Linked DNA regions of Cricetulus griseus: region 1 is linked to region 2. A link is a contact called in public Micro-C data. All regions are on one chromosome and are shown on one strand. Each heading gives the region's core, a stretch centred on a gene start, on an enhancer-like site or on the middle of the called end of the contact. The rest is flanking DNA. Distances are from core to core; before and after follow the strand shown.

Region 1 (7,507 bases), core at 2,124-4,623, 96 kb after region 2:
ATCTCTGTGACTGTGGTGACTTTTCAGAGCTCAAGTTTGTATTTTAATTGGAATGTACCTAAACAAGGACAAAAGCAGATAAGTGTGACCGATGGAGCCAGAAAAGGCCGAGTGACAGTGTGCTCACCATGCTCTGTGCAGACCAAAACTAACTCTAGTTAACAATGCAATTTCTGATGTTGAGACCCTAAATGAATCAGCAAACATTGTACATGTGTCAGTGATGACCGATGCTTTGATGATGTGAAAGGGAACACAGCTATGCTCCCATCTCTGAAGAAGATTTCTCATCCCCCAAGGTCCCTGAGTGGTTCACCTTTCTGTACTTCTGATCCTAACCCACAAAACCTACATGCTGCTTTTGAACATGGTTATCAGTCACTCAGAGATAGCTGGACTGGGCTCTTAGTAATCACCATGAGCTCTCGGGATCCAGAGGATTCACACTTGGAAAGGAGAAAAAAGGAGAACGACCACATTAACGTTGAGACCAATACAAGCATACATATACCATGCACCCGCACATTGTTCTCTCCTGCCATAAGAACGAATAAATTCTCTTTTGTTTTGTTTTTTGAGACAGGGTTTCTCTGTATAGCTCTGGCTGTCCTGGGACTCACTCTGTAGACCAGGCTATCCTTGAACTCACACCAGACTGGCCTTGAACTCACAAAGATCCACCTGCCTCTGCCTCCTGAATGCTGGGATTAAAGGCATGTGCCACCAATGCCCAGCAGGAGGAATAAAGTCTAACAACAATTTGGGATTGGTGTTTTGAACTGTATTAAAGTAATGGAATTTTCCACCTAAGAGATTCACCCCTGTGATGGCTGACCCATTTTTGTTATTATCATCATCATCATCATCATCATTATTATTATTATTATTATTATTATTATTCATATACATCCCAATTGCAGTTTCCTCTCCCTTCTCTCCTCCTGCCCCATCCCTTGCGCCAACCTCCCCATCTATTCCTCCTCTGTATCTGTTCAGAAAGGGGCAGGCCTCCCATGGGCATCAACAAAGCATGGTACATCAAGTTGAGGTAGGACCAAGCTCCTCTCCTTGCATCAAGACTGGACGAGGCATCCCAGCATGGAGAATAGGTTCCCCAAAGCCAGCTCAAGTGCCAGGGTTAGATCCTGATCCTACTGCTAGGAGCCCCACAAACAGACCAATCTACACAACTGTCAGAAACAGGCAGAGGGCCTATGTTGGTCCTATGCAGACTCCCTAGCTGTCAGTCCAGAGTCAGTGAGCTCCCATGAGCTCAGGTCAGCTGTCTCTGTGGGTTTCCCCCATCATGCACTTGAACCCTTTGCTCATAAATCCTCATCCCTCTCTTTGACTGGATTCCTGGAGCTCAGTCCAGTGATTGGCTATGGATCTTTGCCTCTGCTTCCACCAGTTACTAGATGAAGGCTCTCTGATGACAATTAGGATAGTCACCAAACTGATTACAGGAGATGGCAAGTTCAGGCACTCTCTCCACTATTGCTAGGAGTCTTAGCTGGGGTCCTCCTTGTGGATTCCTGGAAGTTTCCCTGGCACCAGGTTTCTCCCTGGGAACATGAGGGAACAGACTGGGAAAGTTGGAGGTGGAATGGAGGTGGAGAGGAATGAAAGAGACATCTTGATGAGAGGAGGTCATTTTGGGGTTAAGGAGACGGTTGATCCTGCTTGTCAACTTTACTACATTTGGAATCCACTAAAACCTAAGCTTCTGGACTTGCCTGTTAGGGATTTCCTTGATTGGATCACGTGAGATCACCCACCCTGATCTGGGAAACACTGCAAGTGACAGCCTCTATAGAGGACGTAGTGGAAGGAGGTTTTTGCTTTTGGTCTGCTTGCCCTCACTCATGTTGGCAGGTCAGCCTGTCCTGTTGCTGAGAGATTCCTTTGCTTGTATGAGAGCTAACTTCTTTGGGATTCTGATGTAGGCTAAAGACCAGCAGCTCTCCAGGAAACCCTCAGGACTCTAGCTCCAAACTCAGACTGCTGCTCCAGCCTGAACACCTATCAGACTCTCAGTCTTCCTGCCATGAAACAGCCATTGCTGGCAAGTCTAGTAAATATACATCCATATGGGTGGATATGTACACAGTCTATTGGTTCTGTCTTTTAGAGAACTCTGCCTAACAGAGCTTACAGGTATAAATTTAATGTAGGATGCATACATGCATATGGAAAGGTTTACAGACAAGAATAAGTGTTCAAACTTCCCTGAATTAAAACCACTCAAGCAAAAGATTTGTCTCAGCATTTCTAGAAATACTACTATAGATTCAGGTCCCCAGAGTGCAAAGGGAGAAATCACATATGCGGCGGGTATTCTTCAAGCATCACTAAGTGTGATAAAATGTTAAGGGATCTGAACAGGCCAGTTTACATTTGTTTACCAATTCATCTGATTCCAGAAACTTCCTTCTAGTCTATTCTTATTACACAAAATATGCTTTTAGAAATGCTGTTTTTAAAGGTAATAAATTCTGTTGGAGATGTGTCAGTTGGGGCTGGAAACCACCACATGGATATTTGTTCTCTGCGTTTTTGATCTCTGTTGGAACTTTTTTTTTTCATGATGAATGAGAACTACACTTACCTGTGGGTATAAGGATAAATATTTAAAATGTAATTGATGTAATTGGGAATCATGCTCAAGCAACAGTCACATGTGTACATGCATCCCTTTTAAAAATGCCCTCAAGGGAGCTGGAGAGATGGCTCAGAGGTTAAGAGCACTGGTTGCTCTTCCAGAGGTTCAATTCCCAGCAACCACAGGGTGCCTCACAAACATCTACAACTTGATCTGGGGCCCTCTTCTGGCCCATAAGCAGACTTGCAGGCAGAACACTGTACACATAATAAATAAATAATTAACTAAAAAAAACCTTGAGTATTATCTTTAAAAACAATGCCCTTGAGTTCACCTCCTTTACCAGCAGAAGTGACTGATTGCAAGTTTCCTTTTATTTTAGTACTTGCTGTGTATTATCCTGTTTATTATCCTATTCACCAAAAGAATAGTTTAGCATAGTTTTATGTCTTATGGAATATAGTTCAAATCCTTGCTTTCTAAATTAAACACATTTGTTCTCAAGAAGAAGTCATTTTAGTAAATATTCTCAGAAAATTCTATGGGAGACTTTTAAAATCCTAGTGTTTATTTCTTAACTAGAAGCAGATTTCTGAAGATTTTTCTCATATTTAAAAATGAATTTCCCTATGAGTCAGACAGAAATGTATATGGAATGTTTAATCCCTGAAGAACAGCTGGATAAATCATTCTTCCAACTTACCTCTGGTTTATGCTTGCTGGTTTAGACTTCCCATGACTTGTCACTTTGCTTCAATGGCAGGGGTAGGAAACCACCAAGGCTCACTAACCACACTGCATATCAAAACGTCTCCATGGTAGCATTTGTCCACTTGTCACAGTCCCTCTGAAATGACTCAGCCATTCATTCTCTTGAATCAATATCGAAGCTCTTGAGATCTGCAACTTGAGGTGTGGGAGAAATGAGACTAAGAAGTCCTTCACTTCTGACATGAAGTCTAGTTGGGTGATGGTTATGATTTCTGTCTGTGCTTTCTCTTTGAGAACAGATAACAAGTCTTCCACTCCACAAAATTACCTTGACATAAATTTGCATTTACATTCTTGATGATACAGCAAAAAACAATTACAGTTTCCAAAAACCTTCCTGGTGCTGCAACACATGTCTCAAGTGCTGAATTTACATAGTTTATTTCCTTTGCAGTAGCTTAAATAGGAATGAGACAGTGTGTGGGGGGGTATCAATATTTTGATAAATAATAAAATCTCTAGATTTTTGATGCAGGAATCTTTAAATCCCATTTTTATACATTCCATCTAGAAACATAATTAACAAGGACCAGAATTAGCATGTCACATAGTGAATATTTCCATCAGGCATTACCATTAAACAATAAAATCTCTATTTAACAAATACAAAATTATAAAATGCACCTTCCTGTTTTAAAATGCTATTTAAAAAAAAATCATGTGTTTCTAGCACAACGGGTCACAAAGGGAGTCTAGTTTTCAGTTTACAGAGTGTTTTTTCGATTATTGTGGGATTAAGTTCAGAGCGGAGCTCATCCATACTGTGAGAAGCTGAGACTATGAGTTAAGTATAAATGCAAATCTGCCTGTTGAGACCCTAAAGAGTCTTTTGTTTTGTTTTTATATAGGGAGAGCCAGACTACTGTAAGGGAGAGCAAGCATCCCTTCCATCTTTGTCCTTTGCATCTCCTTCCAGAAACAAATCACCTTACATCTTCAAGACCCAGGACAGGCCTATCGGATCCGCATGGGGCAGTGCATTAAACTGTCCTCAGCAGACTATGCCAGATAACCTGATAACGTCATCAGTACTGGGTACAAAAACCTCTCCCAGGACCCCTGTGCGCCACCAAGAATTTCTTCCAATCTGAGGTAATGTTTACTTTCCCAGTGACTGAAAGCAAACAAAGCCCCTGGAAACAAAGATCCCACTGTCGGTTCCTACATGGGTGGGAAAACCCAGCCCAGAAGGAAGAAAGGTTGACTGATGGCATGTAGGCATCACGCAGAGTCTTGTAAAGTGCATGTCTTACATGTGGGTACCTGGTTCATGTAACACGGAATTGAGTTTGGGGTGTTCCACTTTTCAGTTCATACTGGAACTCATGAAAAGAGCTCTCGGCGGTGTTTTGTTGTGTTGTCTGCAGGTGTTCTAAGGCAGATCCTATCAGGAAGTATGCACTCGATTTTTTCGAAAAGAGAAACGCATTTAAATGTCCCTCCTTGTGTAGCTCCGAGAAAGGAAAAGTATGATTACGGTTTTGCTAGAAAGAGCGTGGACAAGCTCAGCCTAACCTTGCTCACCGCAATCCCAGAGGGAGTAGTCCAAACAAACCGGAGCTCCCTCATATTGGTATTTTCTTTTTCCTTCCTTTCCACACTTTTCTTCCGAAGTGAGAAAGTGAATTGTGAACATTTTCTACAAGAAGTGCTGAGCTAGCTAACTTCTGACAATTATATAATCACGGGTGGCCACTACTTCAAAAGAAAACCTTTCCCAAATAAAACCAATTATGAGCAGACTTTAACTGTGTTCCTTTATCCACTGCCAAGTGCGGTATCAATAGGACAGAATGTGAAAGCTGCCGCTTTGGGAGACTTGAAAGGTTTTGGAAGTCTTCATCTTTTGTGGTGGTTCAGCCACTACATAGAATAAAAGAAAATAAAAAGGAATCATGCAGCATCAAGTTGAATTGTTCAAGTGGAGAGCAGGAGAGGGAAATTATAACCAGATGCCTGTGTGGATGCTTTTTTTAAAAAAATACTTTCCAGTGAGTTCACAAGACAATCAACGCCCTCTACCGGCAGAGTGAAGTAACTGAAAACCATTGGAAAGAATAAAACTTAAAAGGAAAAAGTATTACTGTAAGAAAATGCTACCATAATAAAGAATTTAAAACAACTTTAAACCGAGTCTTGAAATGTATATTTCCCATGGCAAATAATCACAAAGCTTCAAAATTGCTAAATAACAACAATTCCATATGGTTCAAACAAATGCTTCATTTTCTTACTACTTTAAAATGATGGTCTATTCTATTCATTGTCATCATCACTCAATCCCGGGTGGTGGTGGTGCACCCCTTTAATCCCAGCACTTGGGAGTTCAAAGTCAGCTTGGTCCATAGAGTGAGTTTCAGGACCGCCATAGCTACACAGAGAGACCCTGTCCCCAAAAAAATGTTAATTTAAATTATTTTATTTACCTTATTTTATTTAAATGATTCCGTAAAATGACTCAGTTAATGTCTCCAAATTCCACTAATTAAGGGACACTTTTACAGTTGCACAGACTCAAGTGGCTAGCCCTTGTCTGAGACAAAACTTAGCAAGCATGATAATCTTTACAGGAGATTACTTTCTTTACTTAAAATAATGATAGAAGAATACTCCTGCAAGTGGGAAGAAGATGACCAACTGTGCTTCTTAAAATGGCGATGCCAATGACGTGCCAGGCTCCCTGTTCTTAGTATTTTTGAGCCCCAAGGCAGCTTTTGTGGCCATAGTGAGAGTACAAAGCAGCTACTGGGAGGAACTGGGGCACATCAGATCTACGCTGGATCATCCGGACTCTAATCAGAAACGTCTTGTTTCCTCTGGGGTCCAAGGGAGCAGCCTAATGCTGTAAACAGGAAGTAAAATCAAACAGTTAGAAGGTAGCTAATCACAGAAACAATTTGGAGGGGTGAGAAGAAAATCAGAATGGGAAGACAGACTGAATGGACTGATCTGAGACAAAAAAATAATTATGTCACTGTTTCCTGTACAACCAAGTTTAAAGATAGTGTTGTGGGTGCAGCAAAAGATGGGTGAGCATTATCTCTATTCCTGAGCTCAACAGCTCCAAGTAGTGCTGATATACAAATGACTGGCCTACATACACGGAGAGATAACTGTAGTTGCCTCCTTGTACAAGGAGAGAATTTTGACAGCAATACTGAAGAAATCCCAAGCTGTCAGTGGTGATAACTAAAATGTTTGGAACAATTCCAATTCACACACACACACACACACACACACACACACACACACACACACACACACAACACCACACCACACCACACCACACCACACCTAGCACTTAGTTCTGGACAATCTCCCAGGAATAGACTGACCCCTAGATATTCCTAGATTGGAGTCAAAGGTCAGAGGCATTCTGGAAGTTACAGTGAAAGTTTCTTGCCCACATTCAGTATAAGACTAACCTAAGAAAGTGCTATTGAGTATCTAGCAGCCAGTTTATTACATTAACTCAGTTTTGTTCTTTCTTTTATTTAAAGATTTATTTATTATGTGTATAGTATTGTGCCTGCATGTACACCTGCCTGCCCGAGGAAGGTACAAGATCTCATTATGGATGGTTGTGAGCCACCATATGGTTGCTGGGAATTGAACTTAGGACCTCTGAAAGAGCAGTCAGTACTCTTAACTGCTGAGCCATCTCTCCAGCACCAGCTTTGTTCTTTCTTATCCAACCAACTCATTAAGTCCATGAGATCTAGGGGAGATCCCGTGCTTCACTTTCATTTTCTTTAAAAAACCAAACAAACAAACAAAACAACAAAAAACTGAAGATGTGTTTATGTGTAAGAATTGTTTTTCCTACATGTATGTTTGTGCTCCACAGGTATTCCTAGTGCCCACAGAGGTTGGAAGAGGACATTGACTCCCTTGGGATGGGAGGTACAGATGTCTGGGATCCACCGTGTGAGGACTGGGAAATGAATGCAGGTCTTTTGTAAGAGCAACAAGTACTTTCAAACTCCAAGCTGTGGTTCTGGCCCCACATATTCATTTTCCTTTTTATTTGTTTGTTCATTTGGTTTTTTTGTTTTGTTTTGTTTTGTTGCTTTGAGACAAGGTCCCTCTATGTAGCCCTGACTATCCTGGAACTCACTATGGGAAGCAGGCTGG
Region 2 (7,636 bases), core at 3,216-5,715:
CAGCCTGGAATACAAAGGTAATTGCTATTTTGCTTCCTGTCTGACAACACGCAGGAGAAGGGGCTCAATTTCAACATTTTTCCTGCATATACAGAAAGTTAAGCAACCCAAACATGACTGTAAATTTTGTTAATTAGTTATTTGAAAGCATTATATCAAAGTAAAAGCCTGGCATGGCCCATGCTTATCATCCCAGCACTAAGGAAGCTGTTAAGGACAGTCTCAAATTCCAGGACAGAGCAATCATCACAGGTAGCAAGACATTGTCTCCAAAAGCCCAGAAAAAGAATTTACAGAACACATCTGGGAGCCGGATATGACACAAAATCAAACAGATTATGACTGTCTCTATGCCAAAAAGTGATTGATTCCTTTTCACACACACACACACACACACACACACACACACACACACACACACACAGACACACACCTCTCTCAAATCAATCTTAAATTTAAAAAAAATAAAAAAGGTCATTATCAGTGACGTACAGAGTAAAAGAGATAAACAAGCCAGGTGTTGGTGGCACACGCCTTTAATCCCAGCACTCGGGAGGCAGAGGCAGGCGGATCTCTGTGAGTTCAAGGCCAGCCTGGTCTCCAGAGCAAGTGCCAGGATAGGCTCCAAAGCTACACAGAGAAACCCTGTCTCTAAAAACCAAAGACAGAGAGAGAGAGAGAGAGAGAGAGAGAGAGAGAGAGAGAGAGAGAGAGAGAGAGAGAGAGAGAGAGAGAGAGAGAATGAGAGAGAAACAAATTAAAAATTAGTCTGGTTACCAAACAATCCATAAGGGTCATCAGAAGCCTCTACAACAATGACTGCCTCTGTTAACATCCCCAGTTTGGCTCCTCCTGTTGTCTCATTCAGCAGTTGCACAAGAAACGATTCCTCCAGCTCAGGGTAAATGTCATTAATGATATATATTGGCACAGCTTTACTGATCTCCCCTTCCAATAAGACCACATCTGATGAAGCTATACTATAATCTTCACCTGCAAAGACAGAAAGATAAATGTGAAAGCTGACTTCAGAATAAGCATTCTACATACCTTCACCTGTGAAGATAAACGCCAAAGCTTACTTTATAATAAGCATCCCACATACTATGTCAAACTTCATGGGCATAGTTGGAGAGAGATTTCAGAGGATGTTAACTACATTCATTTGAGAAAGGAAACTTTCACTTTCCAAACTAAAAGTATGTGTCTGATCATAGACATCTTCCTGTGTTTTCATGTTCATTCCTTCACTTTCATGAAGACATGTGTCCACACACACCTCAGTATAACCCTTTTCTGTGAAATTCATAATGTATGTATAAAACATATAAAAAGAAGATAAAGAGAAAGCAATGACTATTTAAATTTTTTAAAAGATGTGCATAGTGCTATCAGAACAAAACAGAACTAGAATCAATCTCAGTGGAAAGACAAGCTGCAGTTGTCCAGATGCTACAGGGAAGCAGCCTCACTAACACAGCTGAAGAGACTTCCCCACAAAGCAGGGTAAATCAGCAGCTGGAGACCGCTTCAGGTAGGGAAAGGAGTGGTGCTCCTATAGCACCTACAGGCTAATTTCTTCCAGCACTCATGACTGCTCCCTGTCACAAAGGAGTGTGCCTACAGGCAGCCACACACTCCAGAGAGACACTTACCACAACATGTGCCACACACACACACACACACACCCTTGGGAAATAGATGAAGCTGGTGTGTGCTGGTGTGTGTTATTTATCAAGCAATAGTAATGTCCAGATGATTTTTTTAAAAGATTAGGCATGTAATCTCACTCATTCACATGCCTACTAATGTAAGTGAGCACTTGAAAGGCTCCAGCAGGCACTCTTAGACAAATCACCCTCAGTAAGCTGGGATGCAATTATAAAAAGTCAGTAGCCTGACTTTTCTATTCAGCAAAGAAATTACTTTCCTTATACATAAGATCATTAATTCTAAACACTGTCTTGTCCATGCTCTTCATAAATAAATGAAGATGTACAATGATGGGCTCTAGAGACAAGTCAACTGAAGAGCCCAGGAAGCTATTTCCCACTTCTTCCTGTGTGTCTTGGCAGTTATCTGCACATGACTGCCTTTCAGAAACAGTAAGTCATGGGGTCTTAGTTTGTTCTTCCTTAGTTTATATGCCTCTTGCTCATCAGAGCTTTTCAATGTATATATACTTTTACTATCAATTTTCACAAACTCAAAAATGTCACAGATATATAAATGATGGATGGTTGTGTCTAAAACGGTGTAAGTATTGGAAGCTGTGGGTGTTGCTCAGTTGGTAGAATGCTTGCCTAACAAGCACAGGGATTTGATTTCCAGCAGTGCATAAACTCAGCTTGGTGACACTTGCCTATTACACAAACATTGCAGATGAGGATCAGAAGTTCAAAGCCATCTTCAGCAACATTGTGAATTTGAAGATAGCTTTGGCTACATTAAACTCAATCTAAGGAAAAGGAAAAGTGTGTGTGTGTGTGTGTGTGTGTGTGTGTGTGTGTGTGTGTGTGTGTGTGTGTGTGTGTGTTCTTCTCTTCTTCTAACCACATCTTTGAGACACTGTTGCTCACTGACACACAGACCCGTGCTACTCTGAAACACACCAGTCCCCTTCTATGTCCTTCCTTACCAGCTGCTGCAGTTATTGGCACAGCTTTAAACTTAACAGAGACGTCTGCAAATGCTCCTCCCATTCGAGTCACATTGATAATGGGTCCAATGTGATTTTCTGCCACACGAACTACTGGTGCTGACAGCTGCACAGTTCCAAACGCATCATCGTTGGCAACAATAATGAGATGGGCCACGGTTTCTACCTTAGGCCCAAGGCGTGGGGAATTCGGGACTGAAAGACATAGAGGCAATGCATTTCTAAGACCTGACTAACCATCACCAAGAATTCAACAGAATCTGCATTCTCTGGACTATTTATGTTTTTAAAAGTTTAAATATGTATACCTGTCAGCCTTAATCTAGGCACTAGAAAAACAAAAACAAAGTTAATAGGAAATCTCTGCTGTGTTTAACACATATTCTAGGAATAAACATCAAAATAACAGTTAGACTATTAAGAATATTTTAGTAAGCATCTGACATTGATGATCCAAGTGTAATTAATCATCAGCTTATGACATCAATCAGATTCTAAACCCTATAGAATTATACTATTACACTAAGGCATCTGCTGTGCTAAAACAGAATTCCAACACAAAATTGAACAGGAAAATAGTACATCCCAGAGCCTTCATCTAGCTACAGACAGCCTTCACCTGTCAGGTGGACAGACACTGGGACTTCTCGCCATCATACTGCATGCACTTGGATACCTGCTTTCCAACTGTCTTCTCTCCCTTCTCTTGCTTTTCCTAGCACTTAGTAATCACTGTGCTGATATCTTCTTTGAAATAAACTTTCGAAGCTTCCACATAAGAATATGCAGTATATTTATCTTTCTGTACATGGCTTAGTCCACTTATAATAGCATCTTTCAGTTCCATCTATTTTGTCACAAACACAATTTCATTCTTTAAGCAATTAATCTTTATTCAAATAATAATACGTGCACCCTTTTTTTCTATCCATCTCCTGACATATGTGAATTGCATATATGCCTCAGGTAGGATTACTATTGTTAAGATTACTACCATAACCAAAAACAGCTTGGGGATGATTATTTGGCTTACATATATACCGAGTCACAGTCTGTTGAGGGAAGCTAAAGCAGAAATTCAAACCAGGCAGGAACCTGATCAGGAGGCAGGAGCTGATGGAAAAGCCATGGAGGAATTCTGCATATAGGATTGTTCCTTATGGCTTGCTCCGTCCGCTTTCTTATAGAACCCAGAACCACCAGTCCAGGGATGGCACCACCCAAAATGGGCTGGGCTCTCCCCATCAATTACTAAATTATGGGTGGGAGGAGTCAAGGGGGCAGGAGGAGTTATGGGATAAAGAACTGTGGCTGCAATGTAAAATGAAATTTAAAAACAAATGGCAAAAATATAAAAATAAACAAAAAAAGAAAATGTCTTGCAGCTGATCTTCTGGAGGCATTTTCTCAATTGAGGTTCTCTCCTCCCTGATGACTATGGCTTGTATCAAAAAGACAGAAAACTAACCAGCACAATCTATTTGATACATCTGTATATATAATTGATATATTTGGATTGCATATATACATGCATTTACACAGACACATACACACATTTCTACAGATAAGAACTTAGAGCCACAAAGGAGTTAATGAAATTACCTAAGATCTCATATTAGTGCCTGTCAGACATAACCCATAACCAAGACACATACTATAAAGGTTCATTTCCTCCTCCAAAGACTTAGCAAGCCATGTGTAATACCTGTAGTTATCCACAAGTGGGCACCCTACTGTCTTTTCATAGCACTCACGTTCACAGAATGTGACAACTATATTCAATAAAAACTTGCCAGACCTTACACAGGCTTTTGTCATTAAAATCTGAGTCAGTCTCTCTCTCCTCCCCTCAGTTTTGCGCTCTGCTCTTTAGCCTACATTGACAGATGTTCTGTATTATTCCATAAAACATATGCTGACTACTTCTCCCATCCCCACAGAGCCACAGTTCTCTGCATATGCCATTCTAATAATAGTCTCCATTACTGAATGCTGACAATGCAGCAGACATGGTATTGCTCTTTACATGTAGTACCACATGGAGTCCCCAAATATAGATAGATAGTGAATAAAGAAAAATTGGCATTTCTATTCTTTTCTAGTTATATACAGAAAATGAAGTTTTCAAAGACTATGCCCAATAACTCATCATTATACATTGGAAAAAAGGTATCTGACTTCAACAAGCTCCATGCCACTGTTAAATGTAATCATCCCTGTGGGTTTTATTTCAATTTCAATAAACTATAAACAACTTGAAAAACAATATGTGCTTTATAATTCCTTCCTTAATAAACTAATTTTTTAGTTCTGTTTCAACTTCTTTGCTGTTATAACTGATCTTAAGTCTATCTTAAAAGAACAGCAGAGATATTTTGTGAAAAATTTTAACCTGAAGACTTAATGTTAGCATTTGTAAATTTCCTTCTGTAGTCCTCACCTATAATGAGTAAGACTGTTGTTACCTTCATACAATATTAACCCAGGGAAGGTGAGCACACTTACTGGTAATTATTCTTAATTCATGTGGCATATAGTATAACAAGCAGGTCTTGGAACCTTACATCCTATCCCTCGTAATTCCACCAATTCTCAGTTCTTACAGTTGAACAGCCCTTTCTCCTCACCTTACACACATTTGCTGATTAGGAAATTTGTCAGAAGTGTACCCACGTGAAAGAAGCTCACAGCATTGTCACAAGAACTACATACGGACTCTTCAGACTGATTGCAGAATAGAATGAAGCAACAGGATAATACTAGGGGCAGTTACACAGTCATCACACAGAAGTTCTTAACATGTACTTTGGGCACATGACTACTTTTTTACAGTATGATTTTTAAGAAAAAAAATATATGCCCCATTTCCAGTTGTCTTAAAGAAAACCTTTAACGAGGAATGCCTTCAAAAATAACACTTGAAGTTAAAGAGATAGCTCAATGTGCTGCTTGTGCTGCTCTTGCACCCCCATTGGGCAGCTCACAACCACCTGCAACTCAAGTTCCAGGGGATGCACTGCCCTATTCTGACCACCTTGGGTATCTAAACACATGTGGTATACATGCACACATTCAGGCACACACACACACACACACACACACACACACACACACACCATAAATAAAGAAAATTGTTTCAAGGTAGTTTTACTTACCTTTGACCTTGCCATTCCTGAAGAATTTTCTGTTATATAAAACTTTAAGCTTTCCATTTTCATAGTCTTACCTCTAGTAATAACACCATGCTAACAGATACTTACTTGGGCGATCCTGTACTGGCTCTACTAACGTAGAATTGACTAGTTCAATGAACACAGATTCTGAACATTCTGGTTCATCATCATCCAGGATTGAAATAGTTATTGTTGCCTCAGTCTGATTAGCTCTGAAAAGAGCCAATCCAGATGCTGATATATAGTCTCCTCCTTGACTTGCTCTAGCTAAGTTAGGTGGGAAAAAAGGAGGTTTTTTCATATCATCTATTGTTGCATATGAGATTACAACTTCTCCCATGAGGCCTTTCAACCTCATTATAGATAATGTGACATTATGGGTTGCTTCTTGAACACTAATAGGTCTAGATTTATTAGAGAAAATGAACACCCCGTGAGGATCATCACTGGCCAAAATTGTCAATGTGGCATTAGTAAGGACTCCCAAAGAGCCACGGGAGACGTTGAGGATCAACACAGAAAGTGCCTTGTCTAGCTCTGGCTCTTCATCTGGCAATATCTCCAAAGTGATGCAGGCAGTTCTCTGTCCAATCTCAAACGTGATGTTGCCAGAGGTGATGGCGAGATCCCCATCCAGGTCAGAGTCTACATTCCAATGCAAAGTCACATGTGACAGAGCTCCCTGAGTCCTCGTAACCTGGGAAATATTTAAGAATAAGAATGACTTAATTTTGTTTAAGTGCATGATAGTGCCAGAGTGAATTTTAAGTTTTCATTAACTTGTTTTTTAACTTTTATTTTAATTTTCTAAGTTCTCAAGACTATAAGATCATTGAAGGTAAGAACTGTCCACTACCTAACCCTGAACTCCTCAGACACCTTACATATGGAGGGTGTTCAAAAAGTGCCTGTGGCAGAAAAACACAACTAGATGTAAAATGTTCAACTTTCAGGTTGAACACAGCTGTTATCTTCTGCCAACCTATAATACATATCAACAATAAGTCAAATGTGGCTGACAATAGCTTATATTTATGCACACACAAGATATTCCTTACACTTACTGAAAATGATGGAGCAGCCTATACTGTAAAGAATAGATCAGTAACATTTTTCAGAAAAGTTATTTTCAATAAATTTGACCCAAAGCAAAACAAAATGCATTTAGAAGAAATGCTTCACTATATTAAGAATGAAAAGCTTAAAAATTCTTCCAAAGATACGATAGACTCTGATGACACTCCATGGAAGGCCTCACCATCCAGGGGAAGCAGAAAGGATATGTGATAGGTAGGGTTTTAGTTGGGGGGAGGGTAGTAGGGGAGGACGGGAGGGAGAAGGGAACTGGGATTGTCATGTAAAACAATCATGTTTCTAACTCAAAAAAAATCTGCAAAAAAATTCTTTCAAAGAAATCCCAACTTGTATTCATAATTTTATTTGTATTTAAAATATTTTCAACTCCAAATAAAATGAAGCAATACTTTCATTAAAGTATGATACTTTTCATATTTTTGGTCATAAATAATTATTCTTTCTGAAGTTATTCAATTAATTTCATAGCAGATTTATTCAATTATTTCACACAAACCAAAAAAAAATGTGTCATTAAGGGTATAGAAGGATGTATTGCATATCTTTCTTCATCATTTCATGAAAGGGGAGGAAGCTGAGTGAGCTGTGGTGTCTGTTGAGTCAGTTAGCAATATAACCCTAATCTGCTAGAACTCAGGACAGATGCAAACTGAGTATTATTAGTGCTAATTTCACTATTCACAAATCCTCAGAATTTCCTTTTCTTCTA

The links. Hi-C and Micro-C count contacts between places; a contact is called where the count stands out from the background.
Region 1: a contact with region 2 is called in a Micro-C map of the CHO-K1 cell line, with 3 times the contacts expected there. The contact joins two enhancer-like sites. A contact is called at or near these places in 4 of 8 Hi-C or Micro-C datasets (the CHK-Q cell line, the CHO-K1 cell line and fibroblasts).

What each region holds. Positions count from the first base shown.
Region 1 is chr2:302,097,193-302,104,699 of CriGri-PICRH-1.0, forward strand. No RefSeq gene overlaps it. Among named protein-coding and RNA genes, the nearest start is that of Lysmd3, 14 kb to the right of the region's middle. Within about 2 kb of position 3,374, at least 1 of the 6 cell types and tissues checked has open chromatin away from gene starts, as enhancers often do. A contact at or near this core is called in the CHO-K1 cell line, where this site is marked.
Region 2 is chr2:302,000,101-302,007,736 of CriGri-PICRH-1.0, forward strand. It overlaps Adgrv1 (adhesion G-protein coupled receptor V1), which reads right to left. Exons shown (of 89, transcript XM_035440478.1): 27 at 5,920-6,529; 28 at 2,639-2,854; 29 at 778-993. Among named protein-coding and RNA genes, the nearest start is that of Adgrv1, 62 kb to the right of the region's middle. Within about 2 kb of position 4,466, at least 1 of the 6 cell types and tissues checked has open chromatin away from gene starts, as enhancers often do. A contact at or near this core is called in the CHO-K1 cell line, where this site is marked.